4 separate regions of the Mus musculus genome follow, and all the other regions are linked to region 1. The links are chromatin contacts, called in public Hi-C maps. All regions are on one chromosome and are shown on one strand. Each heading gives the region's core, a stretch centred on a gene start, on an enhancer-like site or on the middle of the called end of the contact. The rest is flanking DNA. Distances are from core to core; before and after follow the strand shown. Region 1 holds the start of AI593442 (expressed sequence AI593442). Region 2 has its middle 76 kb from the start of Gm39339. Region 3 has its middle 16 kb from the start of Gm33210. Region 4 overlaps Gm1715 (predicted gene 1715).

Region 1 (3,222 bases), core at 253-2,752:
GCGCTGGGCTGAGAGGGGCCAGGCCCACCAGGCTTCCTCTGTTGGACACACGGTTCCCACCAGCCAAGACGTGGACAGGAACCCACACCACCCCAACTGCTCTTTAGCGCTGGAGGGAGTGAGCTCTCCAGCCAAAGACTGAGGGAGCAACTGCCGCCAAGCAAGCGGGCCAGAGCTAGTGGCCCCAGGGAGAGTGTCTCTGGTCTTCTTTGATCCTGTTTCCTTTCCCCAGGCACAGTGCTGCAAAGAAAACAGGATTAGTTAGGGTCCCGGCCACAGCCAAGGCGAGTGCAGAGAAAGAGAGGGATCTGACACCACTGTCAAGCGGCCCTCAAATGGACTCTGTCATCTCCACAACCCACCAACCCAACCCTACCGCTCCTGGCAGCCCAGGAGAGCCGCGCTAGATGCTCCGCTGGCTCAGATGGGGTCTGGCGTCCGTACCGCACCGCGGAGACACTGGTTACTCAGCAGAGAAGGCAGCTGCCCTGCCCCCTGCACAACTTTCTAATTGCCACCAACAGCGGCCGCCACAGCGGCTTTCTCTACTTCCCAGAAAGCCAACTGCCCTCTTCTCTGTGTCCTGTGGACCTCCTCTCAGGATCCAATCTCGCCAGCACGCACTCCAAGCAGGCTCCCTGTACGCAGTCCTCCTTCCCCATCCCTCCCTCTCCAAACACTTCCAGCCTGGACGTTCAGACCCCCAAGGTCCCCGTCCCAAGGGGATACACCCCACTGCCTCTGTCCCTAGCCGCAGCTGACCCGCTGGATCTGGCACACAGGATCATACTCGACCTTTCTCCAGCCTTCTTCCTTGCTACCTTCCTCCCCCTTTCTCCCTATCAAAAGCAGCTGAAACACCCTTCTCAGCGGAGGCACATCCTCCCAAGCGCCCCCCACCCCTCATCTCCCTGAGCCTCCCACTTGACAGTATCCAAAATCCTTTTTCTTTCTTCCAGAGCAGGAACTGAAAGGGGAAGGGTTCCCGCTTGCAAAGTTTGGGGAACCGACCTTGTCTCCAGCCTTCCCCGGGCCCTGGCCCCAGGGCCCAGAGGCTGTGGCAGAGGACCAAGCCGGAGGACCCGCGGCAGGCAGCACAGCTCCCTTGCCTCTCCCAAAAGGCAGGTGCAAACTGTTGCACTGCGGAGCAGCAAGGCAAAGCGCTAGCCTCCACCAGGGAAGGGGCGGGGGCTGAAGCTCTGTCCAGAGGTGCCTGCGCAGGCCGCGGGAGTGGTCTTACCCGCCCTCATCCTGCCACTGGGGCCCCTGGCCATGGAAGCCTTCATCCTGACCACTGTCTCTTACCTGGAAGGACCAGCCAGTTGCAGAGAAGGAGCCCTTGGCTGCAGTGGCGGCTGCAGAAGGCACGGAGCGCTGGGACCAGAGACAGAGCCGCGCTGCTGCTGCCACCCTCGCCGCCGCCACCGCCGCCGCCGCCGCCGCCGCCGCTGCCTTTGCTGCTGCTGCTGCTGCTGCTATGGGGAGCTCAGCTCTTAGCCTATTGCCAGAGAGGCCGGTGACGTCAGGCAGCCACCGCCAGGGCTCCAAGCCACCCCTCAGGCCCCCACCCACCCTCATACCCAACACCTTGTCCTGGCATAACAGCCTCTCCAACACCATTCCCAGTTTCCTGCTGTTCCCCAGCTTTGGGGCTGGGAGGAGCAAACCCACCCCCATCCCCACCTCCACCCTGCCAGCAACCCACCTTCATTCAGCACAAGCACTCCTTTGCCTAGGAAGAAGCAGGCTTCAGTTCTTCCATTGCTCTATGCTTCAACCTCAACCGGTCTCCAGGTACAGTTTTGCTCCAGGAGAATCTTCTCCCCTGGGGGTACACTTTTTTTTCCTGTTGACTGATCAGAGTCCCTGCTACTCCCCAATCCTATTTTTCTGCCTCTGGTTCTAAGCATAAACTGCTTATACTAGGGAGATGGCAAGGACATTTGTCAACACAACTGTGACAGAATCAGAATCAGGAACCTAAATATGCATCAAAGACTGCATCTCTCCACCAGTCTCCAAAGTATGTCATCCCATCTGCTTTTTGATTTCTTCCCCCGCACGCTCATCTTCAGGCCCAGGATCCATTCGGTGTATTGAACACCCCTTTTTTTTTCGAGGATCCCACATTCTGAAGACACAAAGCATACATGGGCTTGAAGGGTGGGAAGGGGAAATTACAAAGAGAAGTGCAGGAACCAATGACCCGTAAAAATTCTCAACATTGTGTGTACTGCTAAAAAAATGTCCCTTCGTTGATTCTAATTTTTTGTCAACGTGCTTGATTCTTGATACATTTGCTTTTTCAGTTAAATGTTTACATCTCCTAAAAAGGCTCTTAGCAGCCTGCAAAAAAATCTTATAGAGACCAGTGAACGACTAGTTTGGGATCCTTTCAGAAACAGAAATAGTGTATTCTATTATAGTAACCATCTTCAAAATAGAGTATGCTTTGCTTTATGTGAGTGATTGGGAACGCTTGCTTGGAACACTAACTAAACAGAGTATGGTCTTTAGGGCACTGAGATAACTTATTAAAACCGTGTTTTGTTTTGCTTTTTTCTTTCTTCTCTCCTGTCTTGTTTACCTCCTGTCTTTGAGTCTAGAAAGTGTGCAACATTTTCTCACCGAGTTGGTCAGTCGTGGAGTGTGTGTTCCTGCCTCCTCTTCATGCTATACATCATGAAGGAAAGCTAAGGGGAATACTAGCTGCCACTTACTCACTCCTATCAGCTACAGTCAGGAAGTGAGGTCAGATATGAAGAAAAAAAGATTTCTCCTTCTGACCCTATGTACCCATCTACCCCTACTCCAAATTCTCATTTTCCTCCTGCTCACGCCATAAATGCATGGCACTCCATATTCTTCCCCCACCCCATCTCTGCTTTCGTTTATTTGAGCACAAATCATCTGGGGCCTGGGGAGCAGCACAATGTTAAAGCACTTGTGTAAGATGCCAAAGGCCTTGGGTTCTATTCACAGCACTACAAAGAGAAGGGAAGTATCAGTTCCATCTTCATATGTATCAATAAGAAAAAGAATTCCACTTAAGATAACAGTTCAGTACAGGCTGAACAATGCACAGTTGCTTCAGACCACAGACTGATGCCCTTTGACTGCCAAAGTCACACAGTAAAGGATGGCCAATGACCTAGATATTTGCATAAGTGTTCCTTCCCAGAAGTAGAGGGCCTGATGCCTGTTAAAGCCACCCTCCACATC
Region 2 (3,222 bases), core at 519-3,018, 120 kb after region 1:
CCAGTCTGAACTTGAAAGGCAGATCCTAGTGCTTTGAGTACTTTCTTTGGAAGCATCCTCTGACAAGGAGGGTTGCCATAGAGTAGACATTATTCATCATCTAAATGTCCACCAGGAAATAGCAGAGCTGGAGGAGCCAGAGTGGCAGATGGGAAGGTATGCTAAGTTACCACAGGAAAGGAAAACAAACCCCACCTGTTAGCTCGTGCACCCTCTATTTCTACATTGGTATAGCTGGCTGGGGTGTGTGTGTGTGTGTGTGTGTGTGTGTGTGTCCGTCCTTCTCCTCTCTCAGCACTGTTCTGTTCTTGGCGATGCTTTTTAATCCTGGAGCAGATGGCTGCAGCTGCTATAACAGCATCTGTTGCTGCTCTTTCACCTTCTAGCTTTGGCAGGAGCAGTTGGCAAGACAAGTTTGCAAGGTCTGTTGGTGCCCAATAGTACTGCTATCTGTCAAATATTGTGTGGGGAGGGGTATGGGGGAGGGTGGATATCTAGGCTGAGGAAATGCTAGTGTAAACCAGTCATGATCCCTAGGGCCTACTTGATCCAAAACCCTTCTTCAGAGTAGTTCCTCTCATGGGATCAGAGCTGGGAGAGTGGCTCTCTCACTTATCACCCATATTTATGCTAGAGAGGCCTGTTTACTGGCCACAGAAGAGGCTTGAATTCAGAGAGGGATACACGTCTTTCAGATGGAACACTGAGAACCCAGAGCAGCAATCTAAAGGAAAGAAGTGAAGCTAACCCTGGCTCCCCTAGACTCACTCTGCAGATCATGCCCAAGCTGACCAGAGTTAGTCCTCACTAGATCTGGACAGGCATATGGAGGGCATCATTCGGTATCCTGTCTACATCAGTAGATAGGGTCATGTGCAGCCACGAGCCAATCACAGGTGATCCCGAAGTTTTTAGGGTTCGAGTCTGGGCCTGGCAGTATTTAACAAGCCAGGCCTGGCCACCTGTACTCAATAATCCAATTAAAGGGACAAGAAGTAGTAAAAATCAGAGAAAGAAGATATATTCAGTGTGAGATAAGAAACAAAAGCCCCATTGACAACCCCATCCCTACCACATGTCCACATTTGGATGCTGATGTAAGGTTTAGATTTAAATAGAAGATGAGAGGCATTTTAGATAAGCAGTGCTGGTCAAGGGGTGGTTCATCCATCAATGACCCATCACTGCCTGGACCCCTGTCTCTCTACCCAGGCAGTCTGACAAGTTTTCAGAACTCTGTAATATTTCTTTTGGAAGACTCTCTTCCCTTCTTGCTTGTACCAAGGCCCCGGCTCTTCCTTCTAGCCCAAGACTCCTGTGGATTTCTAATTTTGGGGGGTCTACTTTTTCAACAGTCTGACAGTGAGACTGGAGAACATGGGCAGTATCTTCCTCCCTGGCAGGATGTGGTCTTCATCTCTGCTCAGTTTGCTACATCTTGGGAAAGATGGTTTCTATAGAGTTTTGTTTTCCACTTGCATTCCCTGTAGAAGCCAGATTCCTGTCTCATACACACCGAGGTCCAGGTTGTTATTTATCATTCAAACCAGAGAAAAACCACCAGAATGAGGATGCTTGCATCTCCTTGGTGAGTGAGCATCTCTGCATCGAGGTTTTTGCTGCCAAGCCCACGTCAAGCGTTAAGATCACTAGATGCTGAGCCAAGCCCTCTGAGAATTTGTGATTTGAAGAGATCTTCTCTGCCACCTCACTGCCTTCATCGAATTACTACAAGAGAAATCTGTGAGCCATTAAATTGCTCTCTCAGTCATTGTTGGAAGTCAGAAGAGGCCCAGCAGTTGTGGAGTGAAAAGCCAAAGCTTAGCAAGAGGCCAGCATTTTCCAGGGGCCAATTATCTCTATCAGCTGACAGTCCATGGGAGAAATGGCATGGAAATTCTTGAAGAAAATCACTTTGATGACATTACACAAAGGACCTAGGGGAAGGTAGTGCATTTGTTCAGATTCGTCAAATATTTAACTAATGTCCAACTGAGGTACTCTTCTTGAGGTGGCCTCACAGAGGGAATGCTAGTCAGGACAGAGATGCAAAGCCAACAGACATGAAACTCAATCCAAAGACAGAGTATATCACATCAGAGGAAAGCCAATGTTAGTACAAATAACAAAAGGAGAAGTGCTGTGCTCAAAATCACAATGTGAACGCACATCCCTGCCTCTTCTTTCACCCTGGGTTCATTTGCAGTGACAAAAATGATCAGATATGTCAATGACATAGCTAGAATAGTACTGGAAAATAGTAAGTAATGCAAATGGCAAACTAAAAAAATGCTAACTAGCGTACACTACCCAGAAATCACCAAAGAACAGAGGAATAAGCCATTCCAGAGAAACCATCTGTCTAGCAGCCAGAGGACACGGTGGGCCTTTTCATGAGGTGCCCTGCAGAAGCTCCAACATCAAAACCACCAAATACAACCAAACAGTAATGGAGGCTAATGCAGTGATCATCAGACAATTAGTCAAAGAGCTATGTTTGGAACAGCTGGGTCCACAAAGTCTCTCGCCATCACCCGCAAGTACAGAGCATCTGGTAAAACAGCTTTAGCCCAGAGGCTCAGCTCTGATAGCATCCTCTGTGGGGCAGCATGGTTTCCTTAGGAAGACTTGCCAGGGTGGTTTGGAGCCTGAAATGGGAGAAACTCTTTGCTTATGGGTTAAGAGCGTTGCATTACCCATGGCCTGAGAAAATAGCGGTGAAAACGAAGCAAAGAAATGTTGGGCCCGATTTGGCCTTGCTTTGGGCCTTGAGTTTCTGTGGCCTTCTGGGAGAGCCTAAGCCTGGCTCGAGTTTTGAGACCTGTCTCAGTCACTTCCGTATCGGGGTGACTCAGCAAGACCTGTTTGGGCTCTGCCTCTGTGCCCTGCCGTTGCTGATGTAGAGCTATGCCATTGGCTCTGTCTGTCACACCATACCCTCCGTAACCCTTCCCCACCTCCTATGTCATCTTACCCCACCAAAATTCCCCCTCCCTATGTTCCGAACTTAAATAAGCAAAGAGGCTGATGCGGTAAAGTTGAGTTCCTGCTTCGACTAGACTCCCGGCTCAAGCATGTGTTTCTTTTGGGCCTTCGACACTCGCCATCCTGCTCAGCTCCCTGAAAGACCCTGTCAGGACCGGGACCTCTCTCCTCTTGCCTGGACCTGCGGGAAAGGAGCCAGCAAAGAAAAGGGTAGGGAACTCATTTTGTAGACCAGGC
Region 3 (3,222 bases), core at 448-2,947, 89 kb before region 1:
TGGATGGAAGAGAGAAGCTACCAACACTTAAAGTTATCAAAGCAATCACCAAGCAAGAGATGGATTCTCAGGTAGGTATGGTGGTGCACACCTTTAATCCAAGCACTCCAGAGGCAGAGGCAGGCTGATCTTTGTGTGTTCAAGGTCAGTCTGAACTACATAGGGAGTTCCAGGGCAGCCAGAACTACATAGTGAGACCCTGTCTCTAATAAGAAGAGACGAAAACAAGTCCACATGACATGACATGCAGAAAGCAAACAGATATAACTCATCAACAGAAACCTGATTGGGGTTGGAAGTAGGCTAGCCCAAATCAGGAGTCTAATTCTAGGGGTCCTCTCCCATGATGTGCAACTTCACCAAAACCATTCAAAGTAAAAACTTCTTTTTATTATTTTCCCTTTGAAAACATTATTTTTAACATTTATTTCCTTACTTTGCATGTGTGTCACAGGTACATGAAACTGCCATGACACTCATATAAGGTAAGAGAATAATTTCCCATCTCACTTGCACAGAGCTAATACCCCTCACCTGCATGACCTGGGACCAACCAGCTTCTCCATCATCACTCAGCTTCTCTAACAAACCAGCTTCTCCATCACCACTCTGCTTCTCTAGTGTCTTCTTTAAGCAACTGAGTATGCCACACCTATCATCTTCATCTCCTGGTGTCCAACTATGCTAGAAGTAAGCAGATTCCTCGTGCTTTCCCCTTTCCTTATCCTTTTTCTCACCTCTTGCTTATTTCCATGCTCAACCTTCTGGTTCCAGTTTGAATATCACCTTCCCCAGGAATCCCCCTTCCATACCCAAAGTCCTTTCTTGACTACTTCCATTGCACCCATCACCTATTCGACCACATTTCTATGCTCTGTGAGACTTGCCCATTTCATATCAAGTATAGAGATAAGAATGTATATTGTGACATGCATAAAAATATATACATTATGTTTATAGTGTATATTAACTATAATTATATATATGCATATAATTATAGATGATGTTCTATGTTTTGAACACTGATTCCAAAATGATTAGGATTGTACTCAAATGAACACTTTTAGAATGAATTAAGTTCATACAGTATGCTATGAAAGGAAGGTAACAAAGAGAATTCTGGCTCAATATCTAGTATACATGAAATAAATATGTTATTAATGCCAGTGAGATACTACAGATAGATGTCCCCAAGACATGTAAAACCTATATTGAAGGGCTGGCATTGGACTTCCACTAAATTTTCATTTGTCTTTGAGCTCTTATGTGTAGAAAGATAGTCCAATCCAGGGCCTAAGTTTAGTCCTCAAAGAACTTCTTGGATGAAAATTTAATGTAGAGAGCCGATTTCTGGAATTGGTGTCTACTGAAAGGATTTGCGCTTCAAGGACACTCTTGTTAGGTCTGAGGATCAGACAAGAACAAAATCAGAGCAAGGTTGATGATGCGGAACCTGGAAAGCCTTCGATTTCTTCAGAGTTAGACAAGCGTCTCCAGCATGGAGTAGCTCTGGGCCTGTGGAAGGCGATGAAAAGGCTCTGACAATGGATTTTGAGAGATCTGAGGACAAGTCCCAAGGAAGTCATTATCCCATCAGACAATTCAATCATTAAGAATGCCTGGCTGATCTGACTAGTCTGCATGTTTCCAGAGGTTCATTTGTATGGTCTATATATGGACAATTTACACAAGGCTGGCAAGGCAAGAGCAGATTCCCAAGTCTAATGTGTGCATTCACAGTTCCCTAGGAGATGCCCTACTTCTCCGGAAACAGAGTTACTTGCAAAATTCTTAACTCCAGAGCTTGAGTATTGGTCCTCTCGCTTTACAATATTATCTAAGGTATGTTGCATATATGATTTGGTCTGTAGCCTATACTACTAGGATACATACTGAGTCAAAGAATCTCAGCATGATAAAATTTTATAGCTCTTCACTAGATACCATTATGATAGTATCTTTCATTTCTTCCAGATGGACAGATCATAGGTTCCATCAGAAACCCTTTTGGATAAGCTGGAAGGGAATTGTTTTTATAAAATAAATTATATAATTTCCCTGTACAACTAGAAAATATCTCAGCTTTCAATTCAAGCAGACCCTGCAAACAAAACCATAGTGAAAGCAATAGAACCAGTAAGTCTACCACAGCGACCTAATAGGAAATTCATCACGGTGACCTCATAGAGAGTTGTATCCAGAAACCATTGATGTAAGTCCTGGCATGCATTCAGACTTCACTCAATTTTCCTTTATACTGACCTACTTTTCTTTCAACAGAGAAAGGGAGGAGGGGCCCAGCAATGTTTCAAAAGCATAGGCCGTACTTGACTGACAAAGTCCTAAAGGAGTTTCTGCTGGATGTTCAATATTTTGACTCTAAGCCACAGTTTTGGCTTTGAACTAACAGCTGTGAGGAGAGGCAGATGTGCTTTAGAAAGGAGGCAGGAAAAGGCTATTTAGAGAAAGGGGTCAGTTGTTTTTTCTTCTCCTGCTAATAGCTTTCATCACTCTACAGCTGTCTATTAAAATAGTTCCCTATTTTATTAAGCCATAAGCTTCCTCTCAGTAGGGTCTGCACCTCATGCACTTACCTATCTCATGATGTCTTAGAGAGCAAGCAGCCAAGAAAGGTTTGTTAAACAACTGAGTGAATGAGGAATGGATAAACACACACACACATAATATATGTATATATATATGTATATATATATATATATATATATATGTTTGTGTGTAATCAATTCCTCAATATATATATATATATATTATGTGTGCGTATATATATATAAATATTGATTTATATAAATCAATGTGTATGTATGTATGCATGTATGTATGCATGCATGTATGTATGTATGTATGTATGTATGTATGTATGTATGTGAATATATATTTATTTCCCTAAAAGCATTATGTCAGGAAACCATTTACCCCTCCTCAATGTGGAGGAAATTATAAAGCAGCCTGTATTTTATCTTTAGCAGATTAAAAGCGAGTGTTCTCAGAAAGATAGTTTCCAAGAGGTTCTCGGGTCAGAGCACATTGAAAAGCAACTAACAGGCCATGGTGGAGGAATGTCCTCTATAAAATCTCTTCATATGCCTTGAGTCTTTTTTTTACTGGAGACTCTCCTAAGCAACCACAGCCTTCCCTGGTGTGCATAATTAGATGTTCTGGTCTAACGGAAATGAGGTCAGAGGCACATAACATCTTGGAGAT
Region 4 (3,222 bases), core at 503-3,002, 83 kb after region 1:
ATGGGTTCTAAAACTACTTCCGGGGTCAGTGGGGTTTTTTTGGGGGGGAAGGGGCTTAGATGAACAACAACTAACATGAATTTTAAAACGTAGAATGTTGGAGGAAGAGAGATGCACATATCCTACCCCTTTCAGCTGATGGTGGGAATGTCTTCCAGTTCTAAATAGAAAGGGCTGGGGTTTGTTTTCAGTTGGCTCACACCCACTGAGGATCTCGCGCATGCGTGCCACTGCTCCACAGTGCAAAAGCAGGAAGCTAATCACAGAGGCCCAGCATTCAAAGAATTTGAACTATTTTAGAAACACAAACGCATGCTCATGTAAAGTGCAATATGACTGTGTTATCATGTAACTATAAGCTAAGTGCTGCATGCACATAAAAGGGAAGATAGTGCTGGCAGGGATGTGGCCCTCAAGGACTGACTTTGAAGAGTAATAAGGGGTTTCTAAGCATAATAGATAAACAGAGTTACACAGTGCTTGTCATACTTAGGAAAGAGCAAGGGGCCCCATAAAGACACAATATTGGGTGTTTGCTCAGGGAAAACAAGAAATATCTAGGAAAATTAAATCAAGACAGTTTGGCCAAGTCTTGTGGGCTAGAATATAAAGTGTAGAGTAATTAGGCAATGACTCCAATAAGATTTCTTAAATGTAAATACTTGAACTTAAAACGAAGGTTTCTCCAAAGTCCAGTAAAGTCCAGATTAAATGAGCAGGGCATGAAGTTCTGCATCTGAGGCAAAGGTTCCAACAGCTACATAATAATGCATGAGCGAAGAGGGCCAGTACTCATCCAGGGACAAAACAAGGCTCACAGCAAACAATAATGGCAAAAATCAGGAGGAGTCAATGTAAGGAAATTCCAGCGGGATGAGAGGAAAGGAAGCTTGGATTGGTCAGAAAAGTTTATGGAGAAAGCTGATGCTGAAACTGGAGGTGTTGGATGACTAGTGTCCGTGAAGTCAGGCAGAGAGCAACTGATGAGAGAATTCAAACCCATGACGCTTTCTATTAAGTCATTTGCTTCTATGTATTTAGTACTTGGTAACATAATATATGTTCCACAGATGTACTAGTATTAGTTGGCTTAAGAATATCAAGGTCTTCATTAGCAAATTTAAGAACATTAGAAAACATTAAAGGGCAGGTTTCATAACTGAGTTGGTAAAGACACTTGCTACCAAGCCATGTGACCCGAGTTCAATCCCTAGGGCTCACATATTAGAATGCTAGAACTGACTACCAGAAGTTGTCCTGTGATCTCCACACAGGTGCAGTATTATGTGTGTACATCATGCAAAATATGCACGCACACACACACACACAGAGAGAGAGAGAGAGAGAGAGAGAGAGAGAGAGAGAGAGAGAGAGAGAGAAACTAAAGAATGTAAAAGCCAACATTAAACAGGATTACTTCTCTAGCACTTTGCAGAGTCTCTGATATATTATCAGTGTGCTTCTGAGTCCAATAATCATGGCCTGCAGCTCTTCAGGGAGCCCCGCACAGGATGGACACCCCAGAGCAATGGTTGCCTAGAACCAATTGTTTGAAAGTACCTGTAGAATGTTTCAGAGATCTTTCAACTTGAGTAAATGTAGTTTATTTTTATCATCAGTTTTCTACAAAGGAGTCATTTTTCTTTCATTTTTTGAGGCAAAGAGATTTTATCTCATAGGACAATAATGCACAGGCAGACAGACCGCTCAAGTGGGAGTTGGTGAGCACAAGGGATGAGTCGATAGGGGGTTGACTGAGACAAAACACAACCAGTACTGTTGACAACACCTACAGAGGAGCTATTTCTAGGGAGGTAGAGGGGACGGGGAAGCAATCGGAGGAACAGGAAGCCAAGTGTGGGAGGTACCAAACACACTGACAAGGGTTCTTCCCATCTCTACAAGCTCGGGGACAGCATTCCAACTACAGATTTGCCTTTTTCTGTCAGCCAGTGGTTATTTCACAGCCTTTAAACTCCTTTTTATTTCAGTTTCCCAAATGCAAGCATCTCTCGGATGGCCACCATCATGGCCTATTTGGGAGACGAGTTTAACTTCATATTTTATGGTGGTTTATCCACATCACGGATAAATGTGCATGCAAAGTGAAAGCCAGCTCACTGGGCTCTCTGTGAACCTGAGAAAGAGGCATCCCCTCAGGCAGGCACATGGCTGGCTGAGGAATAGTACTTGGTGAAAATTAGTCAAAAAAAATCCATTCTCCAAGCTCCAACTGCTTGAGAGCTCATGGCCTGCAGGCAGAACGTTCCCACTCACCTTCTGCAACCTATCAGTCCTTGGACGGGATGCAGTCAGAATAATTGTGGAGAGCATCCCTCTCCGTCTCAGCCTTCCCCTTGAGCCCCGTGGCATATGCTTTGAAAGGGGAACAGGCATCCTTCCCCCTTCTAGTTTAAGTGTCCTAAATCAGAATTCTGTCATCTAGAAACTGTAAAAATGTGAACAGAAAAGATGTACCAATGTATTATGAGGTAAACACTACTTTCCTCCTCCTCCTCCTCCTCCTCCTCCTCCTCCTCCTCCTCCTCCTCCTCCTCCTCCTCCTCCTCCTTTTCCTTCTCTTTCTTCCTCCTCCTCTAGGGTTTCAGGTTACCCTGGAGCTGGATGTATAGGCAGTTGTGAGCCACCTGGTCTGGTGATGGAAACTGAACTGTGACCCTCGGAAGACCAGCCAACTCTCTTAACTGACAAACTATATCCCCAACCTCAAGCTTCGGATTTCTCTGAGGACTCTTACATTTTTGACAAAAAAAAAAAAGTCTGAGAGTCTGGGAACATCAAAGATAGTTTCTGAAGACCAAATACACAGTCTTAAAAGTAAAGTTGGATCCAAGTACCAAAAAGTATCCATCTTTGTAAGACCTGTAACAAAATTTAATACTGATAGTGGTAACAGTTCTAATGGAGTAGTTGATCCAAGAGCCATGTCAGTGCTGGTGAAGTGGCTGAATCTGTACAGCCATCAACATCATGCAGCAAGAACTACTACATTTAATGATGTCAAAAGAGGACATGATAGGGACTGTGTTACAACACAATCACTGGAAGGCCTGCGGCCTTCTTCTTCCCCATTGAGTACAAAGAGCTCTCTCTCTCTCTCTCTCTCTCTCTCTCTCTCTCTCTCTCTCTCTCTCTCTCTCTCCCTCCCTCCCTCTCTTCCTTCCTCCCTCCCTTCCTCCCTCCCTCCCTCCCTCCCTCTCT

The links. A called contact is a pair of places that touch in the nucleus more often than the background predicts.
Region 2: a Hi-C map of cerebellum shows a contact between it and region 1, with 2.2 times the contacts expected there. The contact joins the enhancer-like site here to the promoter of AI593442 in region 1. A contact is called at or near these places in 1 of 39 promoter capture datasets (cranial neural crest), 2 of 484 Hi-C or Micro-C datasets (cerebellar granule neurons and cerebellum), 1 of 115 datasets of contacts at active chromatin or transcription factors (embryonic stem cells) and 1 of 9 other capture datasets (adipose tissue).
Region 3: a Hi-C map of neural stem cells shows a contact between it and region 1, with 4 times the contacts expected there. The contact joins the enhancer-like site here to the promoter of AI593442 in region 1. A contact is called at or near these places in 2 of 39 promoter capture datasets (embryonic stem cells and hippocampal neurons), 1 of 484 Hi-C or Micro-C datasets (neural stem cells), 1 of 115 datasets of contacts at active chromatin or transcription factors (embryonic stem cells) and 2 of 9 other capture datasets (embryonic stem cells and liver).
Region 4: a contact with region 1 is called in a Hi-C map of hippocampal excitatory neurons, with 4 times the contacts expected there. The contact joins the enhancer-like site here to the promoter of AI593442 in region 1. A contact is called at or near these places in 1 of 39 promoter capture datasets (hippocampal neurons), 1 of 15 datasets of contacts at CTCF or cohesin (the NIH/3T3 cell line), 6 of 484 Hi-C or Micro-C datasets (cerebral cortex, cortical neurons, embryonic stem cells and 3 more), 3 of 115 datasets of contacts at active chromatin or transcription factors (embryonic stem cells, forebrain and neural progenitor cells) and 1 of 9 other capture datasets (adipose tissue).

Annotation. Positions count from the first base shown.
Region 1 is chr9:52,678,278-52,681,499 of GRCm38.p6, forward strand. AI593442 (expressed sequence AI593442) reads right to left here and starts at 1,503. Exons shown (of 2, transcript NM_001286641.1): 1 at 1,306-1,503; 2 at 1-240. Gm1715 (predicted gene 1715) reads left to right here and starts at 1,586. Exons shown (of 5, transcript NR_045333.1): 1 at 1,586-1,794.
Region 2 is chr9:52,800,288-52,803,509 of GRCm38.p6, forward strand. No RefSeq gene overlaps it. Among named protein-coding and RNA genes, the nearest start is that of Gm39339, 76 kb to the right of the region's middle. Within about 2 kb of position 1,769, at least 11 of the 459 cell types and tissues checked have an H3K27ac peak or open chromatin away from gene starts, as enhancers often do. A contact at or near this core is called in cerebellum, where this site is marked.
Region 3 is chr9:52,589,109-52,592,330 of GRCm38.p6, forward strand. No RefSeq gene overlaps it. Among named protein-coding and RNA genes, the nearest start is that of Gm33210, 16 kb to the left of the region's middle. Within about 2 kb of position 1,698, at least 11 of the 459 cell types and tissues checked have an H3K27ac peak or open chromatin away from gene starts, as enhancers often do. A contact at or near this core is called in neural stem cells, where this site is marked.
Region 4 is chr9:52,761,204-52,764,425 of GRCm38.p6, forward strand. The region is part of intron 2 of Gm1715 (predicted gene 1715); the gene reads left to right. Among named protein-coding and RNA genes, the nearest start is that of Gm1715, 83 kb to the left of the region's middle. Within about 2 kb of position 1,753, at least 9 of the 459 cell types and tissues checked have an H3K27ac peak or open chromatin away from gene starts, as enhancers often do. A contact at or near this core is called in hippocampal excitatory neurons and ventral hippocampal neurons, where this site is marked.